Regions from separate parts of the Bos taurus genome. Here region 2 is linked to region 1. The links are chromatin contacts, called in public Hi-C maps. All regions are on one chromosome and are shown on one strand. Each heading gives the region's core, a stretch centred on a gene start, on an enhancer-like site or on the middle of the called end of the contact. The rest is flanking DNA. Distances are from core to core; before and after follow the strand shown.

Region 1 (6,340 bases), core at 2,608-5,107:
GAGCAGCGCCGGACACCGCACTGTGGTCCACAGATCCATCCAGCTTTTAGAAATGAAGTTGAGGAACCATAGCTCCTTAGGGGTGATGGAGACAAATGAGGGGGAGGGGAGGGTGTGTGTGTGTGTGTGTGTGTGTGTGTGTGTGTGTTACAAGCACATGAGGTCAACAGCAGGAGGGTGTCTGCGAAACAGGAAAAGCCTTTGTACCAGGCCTCCTGCTAAAAGCTCATGAACATTAAATTCACATAAGAAGCAACAGAAAAGTATCAAGGTCAAATTCCATATACAAGTTACTACAAGAAAAACCCGAATAAGCAGCAGAGTGACACTCCTTACAGAGGAGGAACCAGAAGACTTAGAAGGAGGCATCTGAAAAGAGATAAACCCGAAACTCGCTGTCTCAAAATGAGCTAAAAAGTTTCACACAATGATACAAAGCCTGAGAAAAACACCATTGTAAGTCAATTTTTTAAAACTCAGAAATGATAGACTCAAGAAAAGAATTTAAAACAGGAAAGAAACTTCCCTGACAGGCAGTACAGTGGATAGGACTCCTTGCTTCCAAGGCAGGGGCCAAGGTTCTGCCCCTGGTTGGAGAATGAAGATGCTGCGTGGCCAAAAGAAAAAAGAAAATAAAAAATCATTTCCTACGTGAAGACTAAATTACAAGGAATGCAAGAGGAAATAAACACAATAAATAATGCTCCAAGAGAAGTAGAAGGTAAAGAGAAGTTTTTTAAAACTGAAAAGGAAACAAAGATTGTGGGACAAATTAATTATGGGACATTTTAATTTTGTCATCCCAGGGGTCCTTGAGGCCCCTAGTGAGCTCCTGGAGGAAATGAGGCCGCTCAAGCTACAGAGGTTGGCTTTTTGGAATACATAGATTCTTTTCCCTGTAGGTTGTTACAGAATACTGAGTACAAAACTCCCTTTAGTTATCTATTTTATCTATGGTAGTGTGTTGACTTTTGCTCTGCAATCCCAGTGCAGGGGGCCTGGAGTTGATCCCTGAGCAGAGAACTAAGATCCCACATGCTGCAAATGCAGCCAAAGAAAAGAAAACTAGCCTTCATTTTTTAAGCAGTTAGACGTTCCCAGAGGCCCCATTCAGCCTGCCCCATGGGGAACTTTGGGTCCCACAGCCCTGCACCCATCACCATCAGGAGCCCGCACGGACGTGTCACTGTCACCCAGGCCACGTACCACCGGGTTTGGGGGTAATTTCTGCTTCACTGCCACGTGGTAGGAAAGGGTTTGTTGGGTCTCATTGTCCTGAGTAGATGGAAGTGAGAGTGGGGTAACCATAGGAAACCAGGAGAAGGGACAGTCCCTGAGCCAGGGGACAGCTGAGCAGGAGCTGGAAGCTGCCACAGGTGTCACTGTGCTCCCGACCTCTCCCGGGTCCGGAATCTGCCCGGGTGAGGACCCTGCAGCCCGGGGCTTGGGACCCCGGGTCCTGGCTGCAGACTCAGCAGCTCTTTGTGCTGTTTCCGGAGGTTCCCAGATTTACAAAGTAAAGCCAGGGGTATTCTGCGGGGCCAGCACGGGGGAAGGGAAATGGAAAGATGACTGCGGGGGCAGCCGTGCGGAATGAACTGTCTGGGGCCTGGGGAGGAGCAGGGAGGAGAGGGACAGCTGTGGGCATGGAGCTCACAGGTGGAGCCTCTGCCCCTGGGTGGGCACGGGACACAGCCCCTCAGCCTCATTGCCTCCCCAAGCCCCGCCCTCCCAGGTGTGCAGGGGTGTTGGTTTTCCCACCCCAATACTGTTCAGAGGCCACCACAGAAAGACTAGGAAGGAGACAGTCCAGTCTGTCCAAGTTTGAGCCACCCAAGAGGCTCCGAGCCAGGGACTCGGTTAGTGACATGGCCCCGCGAGGTCACTGCGCCTTCCACTGCGGTCACTGATTCAGAAAAGCAGTGCTCCTCTCATCCCTGGCTTTGGCCTCATTTCACAATCACAATGAAGTCAGGATCGAATGGATGCAATCGCTAACGTTCCGGCGCCCTGCGGCTGGTGGCCCCCGAGTGAGCGGGAGAGACAAGTCACTTTGGTGCCTGGTGGGGTTGTTTTGATTTCTGTATCCCTTATCCCAGGGGTTGTTCTGATCCCCTGGCCAAGGCATCAAGGTTACCCGGAGACTCAGCCTGAGCAAGACTTACAGATTCCCTCCCGTTTACTATAGTACAGACCTGTCTTGCTGTATGCAAGTGAGTCTCAAATGACGCCCTGTGTCAGCGCTCCAGCTGTGGGATTCAGGGGAGACTCTGCAGGGGTGGGCAGGGTAGAAAGGGCCAGAGTCACAGGAGTGACCTCCAAGCATTGGGACTCTCAGAAAAGCTTTAATCCCTAATGCCACCCAAGACTCGAGACTATTCCCGTTCTGGAAAACTCCTCATCTTTGCATCTCTGGGAGCTGAGAGGAGGCCAAGGGGACCCCAGAGGGATGGATGGAGGAAGGCCAGTGTGGGGACTGCTGGGAGCAGGCAAAGCGAGGTTCAGCTCTCCATCTGGAGCCCTGAGGCATTTCAGAGACAACCTGGACTTTAACTCAAGGATGTGTTTTCTCCCCAGAGCAGCAATGGTGGAATATGGCGGGGGAGGCGGGGAGGCGGGGGGCGGGGATGTGTGCAGTGCACATCTGATGGGCACGGGGTGCTTTAGAGACCACATCCTGAGAAGTGAATGGCCTCTAAATGCAGCATCGTGACCTGCGTGAGATCTTGAGCGGGACCAGGCATTCATGGGGAAGCCAGCTGAATCCAAACAGCGTCTGTAGTTGAGTTGGTGGTCACACACCTGTGTCCCCGTGTTGGTTTCTCCATTTCTACCGATTTACCGATGTCCTGGAAGATGAACATACGAAAACTCAGAACTATCTTTGCAACTTTTTTGTAAATCTAAAAGTATTCCAAAAGAAAAAAAATGTGTATCTGATTTAAAAAAAAAAAGGAGGCCAAAGGTGAAAGCAATAGGTGTGGGGAGGGGAAAATGCAGGTGCAGGGCGGAGGGCAGGAGGGCAGGAGGGCAGGAGGCAGGGCCAGGAGCCCATCTTAGACCCCATGGGTAGAGCTGCGTGGGTTTGAGCCCCAGAAGCAGAGAGGCATGTCGGCTCTTGTTCTCCACACTTTGATGGTGGAGATGAAGGTTAACATTTTAAGAACGAGCAGTTGGCCTCCATCCAGCCCCGGCTGGGCTCTCCTCACCTGGCGGGCAGCAGGGAGAACTGTTCCGGTGCCTATCTGTTTTCAGAACAGTTGAGCAAACAATCATTTACAGGTTTCCATGGACGCCTGAGGACACTGGGCTTCTGACGCTAGGGATCACAAACAATTTTTTCCACCATCTTTCCACTCCCCTGGGGCCCCAGGGCTCGGGCCGGGCCTTCCCCTGTGTTCTATATGTGTGAAGGCTGGCAGGCCCGTCTGACCTCAGTTCACCCTGTAAAATGACCCCAAAGCCAGCATGGAAGTCCCTCTTAAAAACACACCTTCTGGGAATTCCAGGCAGTCCAATGGTTAGGACCCGGAGCTGCTGAAGCTGATGTTGAGGGCCTAGGTTTGACCCCTGGCCCAGGAAGTAAGATCCCACAAGCCACACAGTGCAGTCAGAAAAAACCTACGCTTCTCCTAACACATTGGGGAGGTGAAAGTGAGTTCTGAAAAGACACTTTTTCCAGCCACCTCTAGTCCAGCCCCTTCTGTCTGGTCCCTCTTGGCTGCCTGCCTGGGGACCGGCCACCTTCAGTGTGATGGCCACGGGGGAAATAGTTCCAGCCATGGAAGGCTGCGGGTGCTTCTGTTTCTGATGCCGGGAGCTTTCCAGCAGGCTCTTCCTTGATGCCATGCGGGGATCATGCAAGGCCATTGTCAGATGGCCAGAGGCCGTCAGTGGGGAAGGGCTGACCTCTGGTGGCAGATTCCTGTATTGCATCACTTCATGGCAAATGGAGAAACAACAGAAACAGCGAAAGGCTTTATTTTTCTTGGGTTCCAAAATCACTGCAGTTGGTGACAGCAGCCATGAAATTAAAAGACTCTTGCTCCTTGGGAAAAAAGTTATGACCAACCTAGACAGCATATTAAAAAGCAGATACATTCCTTTGCCAACAAAGGTCCATCTAGTCAAAGCTATGGTTTTTCCAGTAGTCATGCATGGATGTGAGAGTTGGACTATAAAGAAAGCTGAGTGCTGAAGAATTGATGCTTTAACATTGAGTTGGTTTTGGAGAAGACTCTTGAGAGTTCCTTGGACTGCAAGGCGATCCAACCAGTCCATCCTAAGGGAAATCAGTCCTGAATATTCACTGAAAGGACTGATGCAGAAGCTCCAATACTTTGGCCACCTCATGCGAAGAACTGACTCATTGGAAAAGACCCTGATGTTGGGAAAGATTGAAGGCAAGAGGAGAAGGGGATGACAGAGGATGAGATGGTTGGATGGCATCACTGACTCGATGGACATGAGTTTAAGCAAGCTCTGGGAGTTGGTGATGGACAGGGAAGTCTGGCATGCTGCAATCCACGGGGTCGCAAAGAGTTGGACACGACTGAGCGACTGAACTGAACTGAACTGAACTGAATGCTCCTCCCAGCTTCTATGCCGTCTGTGTGCCCCACGGGAGCCTCAGGCCCTTCCTATCCCCGGGCGCCTTTGCAGGCTGGGGGTCCTGAGGGCGTATGCTGTGGGGTGAGCTCACCCCTCAGGCCCCTTTCACCTGTGGGGACTGTGTCCACAGCAGGGGTCCAGGGCCTGGCTTCCAGCTGTGGGAGCTGGTGACACCCTGGGACCACAGGGCTGCTCCTCAACCCTAAGGGGGCCCCGTCTGCTCTCACTGAGCCCAGCTCTCTCAGTCTTTGTCCACCTCCTGTCCTTCATTCCCCGGCCCAGGAGAAGGTCTGGTTGTCTCTGGCTCTGTGATGGCCAGGAGGTGCCCAGCCTTGGACCAAAGTGGTCTGGTGCTCAGACAAAACAAGACACCCCCTTCTGCTTTTAAGAATATCATCACCAAGTCATTATTATTATACCCAGGAAATGCTGAAAGCGGACACTTCGATGTCTCCTCTTGTCAAGGGTCAGAAGTAAGGAGGAGTTGGGGCATGGAGAGGATGCCTGCTTCACATCGTACCTGGTAATTTTTTTTTTTTTTTCCCATACTATGGGGCATGCGAGATCTTAGTTCCCTGACCAGGGATTGAACCCATGTCCCGTGCAGTGGAAGCTCAGAGTCTTAAATAGTGGACTGCCAGTGCCCGGTAATTTTTAACGTGGTAAGTCTGGTGACCAGGTTTTCTCTCTTTTTGCTTGTTCTCTTATTACTGTTACTAAACATACACCAATATGAACACTTCCCTGTGTGCTGTGGGTGGAGCTGACTTCCTCGTGGTGTGCCTGTAGGCCCTGCTCACCGGTCCAGGCTGGGAGAGAAGTTTCCATGTCTTTATCAGGGAGCCTCAGAGATATCCCAGGAAGACGAGGTCTCCTGCCAGCCAGGAAGCAACTGTTAGTGTCGAATGCACAGCAGTTGGTTGGCAGGTGGGTTATAGTGACGCCGTGAGCCTTAGTGCCACACACTCAAGCATGCAGGTTCAAGTCTGTGTCCCAGAGACAGCACCCTAAACCTACCTTCTGGGAGGTGGGCATTGGCTCTCGAGACCCCACCCACTGTGCCCTGACTTCACAGCATTGCTCCAGGTTTGCTTCTCTTTTCGGATGAGTGGATTGTAACATTAAATACACTGGGCCCCCTGGTGGCTCAGATGGTAAGAATCTGCCTGAAAAGCAGCGTATGCAGGTTTGATCCCTGGGTTGAGAGGATCCCCTGGAGATGGAAATGGCAACCTACTCCAGTATTCCTGCCTGGAGAATCCCATGGACCGAGAAGCCTGGCGGGATACAGTCCACAGGGTCCCAAAGAGTCAGGCACAACTGAGCGACTTTTGCTTTCTTTTTATGTATTTTCTTTTAAATACATTACTGTAGGGGAACTAGATTTGCCACCCAAAATGTCTCTGACCTGCAAATCACTTCAAATTGAAGACAATCAAGGCCTAAAAGCCTCAGGAAGAAACTTTGACCTTTATCCAACTGCCCAAAGGATTTAGATAGAGGGCTTGTTCCCAGAATAGGACTGTCAATAAAGATGTCTCGAGAATATGGTTGGGTGGGGTAGGGGACTCAGCGGGGCCTGCGATCAGAGTCCACTCCATGTCCCATTGTCTCTGCTGGCCCAGCAAACAGTCCAGGTGAATTATCTTCTGCCCCTCCGATGACCCAGACCACTCCACTCATCATCCTATTCTATCTGTAGCTGAAGATGGTATTTAAGGTGAGGGTT
Region 2 (6,340 bases), core at 1,973-4,472, 57 kb before region 1:
CCCTAAGGGATCATAGTGTGCAACCCCTGACCCAGAGACACAGATCCTCTCATTGAAGTGTGGGGATAGGTCCTTGCTGGGCTCAGCTTCTCCAAGGCCAACACTCCCTGTTCCAAGAGGCCCTGGGAAAGGCTCCTCTGTGGAAGAGGCAGCGACTTGGGCCCAGATTGCATCGTGCAGCCGAGAATCAAACTGCTTGTTCCTCCAAATGTGGCAGCTCTCCCAGAGCTCAGCACGCACCTGGGCTCCTCCAGAGCACCCCCAGGGCCCACCAGATAGGACTCTGGAACGTGACACTCCATTGTTTCACTCATCTGTACGTCAAGAGCGCATTGTGCTTAGAGGTGTACCTCCGGGTTTTTAAGAGCTACGCTGGATCCCACCACACGGATGTAGCAACATTTGCCAAAGCAAGTCCCCAGGGACTTTGGATTATTTCCATGCTTGGCGACTTCGTTCTTAAAACTACAATAAACAATCATGTAGCCAAAACTCAGCACAATCCTTACCACCTTAGATCTACTTCTGCAAGTGCAATTACAGGTCAGGTGAGACACACGGTTTTAAGGTTTTTGACTGAAACTCCCAAGCTCTCCCTGTAGAAATGCCCAAGTTATTCTCCACCAATCCTTGTGAGAATAAATGACATAACTTTTAAGAAACTACTGGCTAGCATTGAAAAGAGTGGGCTTCCCTGGTTGACTCCGTGGTAAAGAACCCGCTTGCTAATACAGGAGACCCAGGTTTGATCCCTGGGTCTGGGAGATCCCTTGGAGAAGGAAATGGCAACCCACTACATTATTCTTGCCTGGGAAATCCCAGGGACAGAGGAGCCTGAACAGCTTCAGTCCATGGGATTCCAAAGAGTTGGACACTGAGGGACTAAAACAACTGAAGAGCACCGCAGAGTGAGCAGAACTGAACCTGCCTGGGACAAGAAGTTGCTTTTCTGTCCACCAGATGGTGCTGTTAGCTAAGGTTTTTGCATCCTGCATGCCAAGTCACCTGTCTCCTGCATCTCCTGCAATGGCAGATGAGTTTTTACCACCAGCTAAGGTTCTCTTGCCTGGAAAATCCCATGGACAGAGGAGCCTGGAAGGCCGCAGTCCATGGGGTCGCTAAGAGTCGGACGCAACTGAATGACTTCACTATCACTTTTCACTTTCATGCATTGGAGAAGGAAATGGCAACCCACTCCAGTGTTCTTGCCTGGAGAATCCCAGGGACAGGGGAGCCTGGTGGGCTGTCGTCTCTGGGGTCACACAGAGTCGAACACGACTGAAGTGACTTAGCAGCAAGGTTCTAAATTTCTGGTAAGGGAAGTCTGAGGTACACACACACACACACAGACAATCAAGTTTACCCTTGGAAATCTAGTACACTCTCACACAAAAACCAGGTAGAAACTGACAATGGTGGCACAGCTGCCATGAGATGGTGGAAACACCACTGGAGGTTGTTACCATCCAGCTATTAAGTCTTCTGCAGGTTCCCAGAAGCCCCCACGGGAGACACCGACAAGTCCACATGCATATCCCGTCCCTTCCATCTCCCTTGTTAATTCTTACCCTAGGAAAGCTGTAGTGGAGTGGCCTGGTTCCTTCCACCTGGCTCTGGCTCCTTAGAGCCCTGGGCTTATCATGGTTGTTAATTTTACACTCTGATGAGCAATTATTGATTGCCTGTCTATGTCTGGAGGAGGTGCTCCAGGAGGTGCCTGCTATGGGAGTACAGGGTGGAGGAGCTCGGGACCTCTCCTTAGAGCATTGCAAATAACTGCCATCCTCGTAAAGCAAATTTAGTGATAAATAAACCACAAGAAGAGAGGCGACAGAATGAGCACCACATAGGTTCAGGGCACTGGTCAGACAAGTCCCGTTGTTCTGCTGAGACTGTTTCTTCATCTACAGTAACATCAGCAGCTCTTCTATTAAATGAGACTTTGTACACCAAGGGCTCACACCTGATAAAGGGTCAGAAAGTTTGCTTAGCTTTGGTTGTCTGGTCTTTGCAAGGCAGCACCCTCTAAAAGGACAATGGGAAGAACAAGAGCTGAGAGGTTATTCCTGATTCCACCAAGTCACTGACTTAGACATCTCGCAAGCTAATATTTGTGCTATGTGATCTTCCAGCTGCCAAGGCTTGTCGAAGTGTTTGGTTCGAACACTGCAGATGAAGGGCTGGCCTGTTGGGGACAGCGCGGGGAGAGGGGGGATGTGGAAGGTCCAAATGATATGCCTTGGCTAAATCCCCGAGATGGGATTCTAAATTCTTTCTCTGTGCACACATCAATTTCATCAGCAAGCATGTCTGACTCCTGCTTGCAGGCCTGCAGTGACTGGTCATCTTGCATTTCCCCTTCTGACTCAGCACTGGTTACCTGCTGGCCCTCCAATCCAGGTGCCTCTGGAGTCCTTCAAGGCTAAGGCCCTTTCACCCTGCAGACCGGGCTCCTTCAGGAAACCCTCATTCTGTCAATGTAACCGAGCTTTCTGCAGAGTCCGGTTTTCCCAGATTCTTTGTCGCTGCTCCTCCAAGCCATGAGCCCTTGAACGCTGCTCATTGGCAAAGCCGTTCCCCCTGCGATAGAATGAGAATTTCCGAGCCCAGGAATGAATGAGCTCAGATGCGAGATCGTGCTCCTTCAGCCCTGGGATTTAGGGTCCTAGGCCCAACCTGGATCTCGAGAGCTCGCCACCCACCCCCACTCCCCAGAGGCGGTTCTGACCATCTTAATATATTCCCCAGGTCCCCGGGATGAGCGGACCAAGCGGGGTCCTACCACCTCGGGCCTTGGGCGCCCTCCAGGTTGGCAGGCATTGCCTCCTCTGACTGAGCCCCCAAGACGCCCCAAATCCCACTCATCCTCTGCGGTGGCCCCAGGTCGTCGGCCCTGCTGTAACCCACCCGCTTCCGCTCGAGCAGCTGGGGTCCCCAGTGCACGCGGGAGAGGGGCGGCGATGACCACGGAGCTAGTGAGGGGGTCGAGGAGCCCAGTGCTCCGCGCGCGCGCGCGGCGGAGCCGGGATTCCCGGGACCACGTGGGGCCAGGAGCACCAGCCATGCAGGTCACTGCGTACTTCGCGTGAGCCGAGTGGGAGCGTCCGGTTCTTAACGGCTGTGGAGGCCACACCCCCGGGGCGAGGCGCGTCAATGACGGGGCGGGCCGGGGGCGGGGCCACCGTCCCGGTATAAATGGTGGAGTTTTGTTGGCTACCGCCACGATCGCGGTAGGAGAGCCGGTTCTCTCCGGTGGGCGGCGCGCGCCGGGTGTCCGGACTTTCCCGGCCCTGCCCGGCCCGACCCTGCGCGGCAGCATGGCGGGCTCAGGCCCCAAGCGGCGCGCGGCGGCGGCCACCCTCCCGGCGAACGAGAAGGAGGAACGGCAGGCGCGGGAGCGGATGCTGGCGGCGCGGGGCGCGGACGGCGCGGAGGGCGAGGTGACCCTGCAGCGCAACATCACCCTGCTGAACGGCGTGGCCATCATCGTGGGCACCATCATCGGCTCGGGCATCTTCGTGACGCCCACCGGAGTGCTCAAAGAGGCGGGCTCGCCCGGGCTGGCGCTGGTGGTTTGGGCCGTGTGTGGCGTGTTCTCCATCGTGGGCGCGCTCTGCTACGCCGAGCTGGGAACCACCATCACCAAGTCGGGCGGCGACTACGCCTACATGCTGGAGGTGTACGGCTCGCTGCCCGCCTTCCTCAAGCTGTGGATCGAGCTGCTTATCATCCGGCCCTCCTCGCAGTACATCGTGGCGCTCGTCTTCGCCACCTACCTGCTCAAGCCGATCTTCCCCACCTGCCCTGTCCCCGAGGAGGCTGCCAAGCTCGTGGCCTGCCTCTGCGTGCGTGAGTACTGAGTACCGGGGCCCTGGGACACCGGCGGGCGCGGGGAGGGTTGGAGTAGGGGATGTGTGCCGAACCGTGGTCGCCGCATCCTTGGCCCTCCCGGCACTCCTGGACTATCCCTACACCCCGCGCCCCCGCCCCCCTCCCCGGTCCGACCCCGGAGTTCTAGACTGAGGGCAAGGGCCCCAATACCACGTGCGTTTCATTCATTCCTTTCCACACAGTCTTGGGAACTCCGCAGTGAGTTACACAGCAGGGTCCCCGCCCTGAGCCTCGCCAGAAGCGCCTTTCCACTCGGTCCTTCCGGAACCATGCTTAAGCTGACCCTTACTTACCTCCTGAGAGGCACCCACGTGGAGTGCCTGAGAAGCCTGTCTGTTTCTGTGTTCTTTGATTTCCCCAAGCCTTACTGTTTGTGGAGAGAGATCGTAGTTTAAAAAAAAAATCAACAAACGTCATTCAAACATGCTCAGTCGGGAAGGGCTGACTCTTACAAAACCAATAATACATGTGTGTATTATTGGTTTTGTAAGAGTCAGCCCTTCCCGACTGAGCATGTTTACCTGTGATGGATTCATTTTGATGTTTGGCAAAACTAATACAATTACGTAAAGTTTAAAAATAAAATAAAATTAAAAAAAAACAACCAATAATAGTAAAATTGTGCGTGGGTAATGAATGAGTTGCTCTTGTAGACAATGGAAGGTTGCATCCTCTAGCCAGTCTTAAAAGAAGGGGCTTAACTGCATCTTAAGTGTGTGCAGGGTGGGTGCTGGCTTTGGGATCCCAAGCTGTGCTGAAATACACACACTGGGCACAGCCCAGATGTTGGTGGAGGAGGTCCCAGGATGTTGGTGGAGGAGGTTCTGGTATGTTGGTGGGTTGTTTTCTGGTGGTATTTCAGGAAAAAATTTTTGTACTGAAAGCCACATGGTTTTCGTATCTTTGTCTATGGCTGCAAACATCTCGGGAGACGTGCAGGGTGGAAGTGTCCAGCCACCTGATTTGAGGCCTTGCCTAAACCTTGAGGTGCACAGAGGTGTGGAGCCAGCAGGGCTGGTTTCTGTCCAAGCCCCAAGACTCAGGGAGCCGTGCCATCGCTTGGAGCGGCTTTGACCAGCAGTACGCGCTGGTGCTGTTGGAATTCTGGAGCCTGGGGCACCAGCTCACTGTGTGTGTGTTGGGTGGGGGGCTTTCAGAGGCATTCTCTGAGAAGTGGTGTCCCAGGGAGACCTGAGACCACAGAGCGGCCGTGCCGGGGGAGGGGGACGTCTTGCCTTTGAGGGGAATTTCAGCAATGAACATCTCAGCTTGTAAAAACCTTTGGCCCAAATCTAGGAACAGTCACAGAGATAGTTGATCTGCCTGAAGGCAGGGGAACCTGTGGCTTCCAGTGGGCTTCTCAGACGATGCTTTGGGCCGAGTGAGGAAAAGCCCCTCTTTGTTGATTTTCTGTCAGTAGAATTTTCATTGTCCGATTTTCATCGTTGCTAGGTCTAATGTTTGGGCCCAGGATGTGATGACATAACACTGCCTTAAAGGGCCCCTCTGTGATCTTGGAAAGTGGATTCCTCACTTTCTCAAGCTTTTGGGTTTAAGCAGGTGAAGCCATGGGATGGATTCTGGAGTGGCTGTGGCGGATAAGCCCTCACCAGGACTCCTGTGGGCGGCAAGGAGGGTCACATAAGTTCCACCCCTTCTCATGCAAGCTGGGATGATGTTCTTCACGTGTCCATTGGCCATTCTCTGCTCTTTTCCCTGAACCACCCTTGCGAGTGTGTTGTGTGTGTGTTGTGTGTTGTATTTTCTGGTGAAAAGGAGATTTATAGTAACACAAGGATATGCTGTCTGAAGGAGGGAGCGCTAGTCTAGAGCCTGCCACATATAGAGGGGGATGGGGGCTTGTCCGAGGCTGGCAGGAAGGTCACAACCACCCAAGAAAGGGTCTGCTCTTGGGCGCATCTGAGATGGCAGTGAAAAGCCACAGTTTCTAATTGTTGTTGATTATTGCACACATGCCAGGTTCGCACTCCCTGAGCCCCCCGCTTGTGGCAGCAAGCCCATGCGCCCCAGCCCAGCAGCCCACAGCCTGAGCCAATGCATGGTGAACAGCCCAGGGGCCCACCCTTTGAACAGCATGTTGTGGAGCCACAGTTTTGCCAATTGCCTTTCCTGCCCCAGGCATGCCCCAGGACAGCTGCTCTCTACGTATGGTGGCTCACATTGGCTCTGGTGCTTAGAATGATCCTGCAGACAAAATAAATGGGGGAAGGTCCCTTTTCTTATAGGTCTTTCCACGTCAGACCTACATGACACGTGGAAATGACAGCGTGGGGCCCTTTCATGGTGCGACCCTGGGGTTTCTGTCTTTCCGTGAAGGTGAATGACACAAGCTCCGTGACTCTTTGCTGACAGCCCGGGAGTCCGCTATGACAGCCTGGGAGTCTGCTGTGCGTCTAGGTTTGCAGGGATCATCCAGCACTTACTGATG

The links. A called contact is a pair of places that touch in the nucleus more often than the background predicts.
Region 2: a Hi-C map of liver shows a contact between it and region 1, with 4 times the contacts expected there. The contact joins the promoter of SLC7A5 here to the enhancer-like site in region 1. A contact is called at or near these places in 4 of 11 Hi-C or Micro-C datasets (blastocyst, liver, skeletal muscle and 1 more).

What each region holds. Positions count from the first base shown.
Region 1 is chr18:13,267,723-13,274,062 of ARS-UCD2.0, reverse strand. No RefSeq gene overlaps it. Among named protein-coding and RNA genes, the nearest start is that of KLHDC4, 14 kb to the right of the region's middle. Within about 2 kb of position 3,857, at least 7 of the 102 cell types and tissues checked have an H3K27ac peak or open chromatin away from gene starts, as enhancers often do. A contact at or near this core is called in liver, where this site is marked.
Region 2 is chr18:13,323,686-13,330,025 of ARS-UCD2.0, reverse strand. It overlaps SLC7A5 (solute carrier family 7 member 5), which reads left to right and starts at 3,222. Exons shown (of 10, transcript NM_174613.3): 1 at 3,222-3,849. The coding sequence starts at 3,318.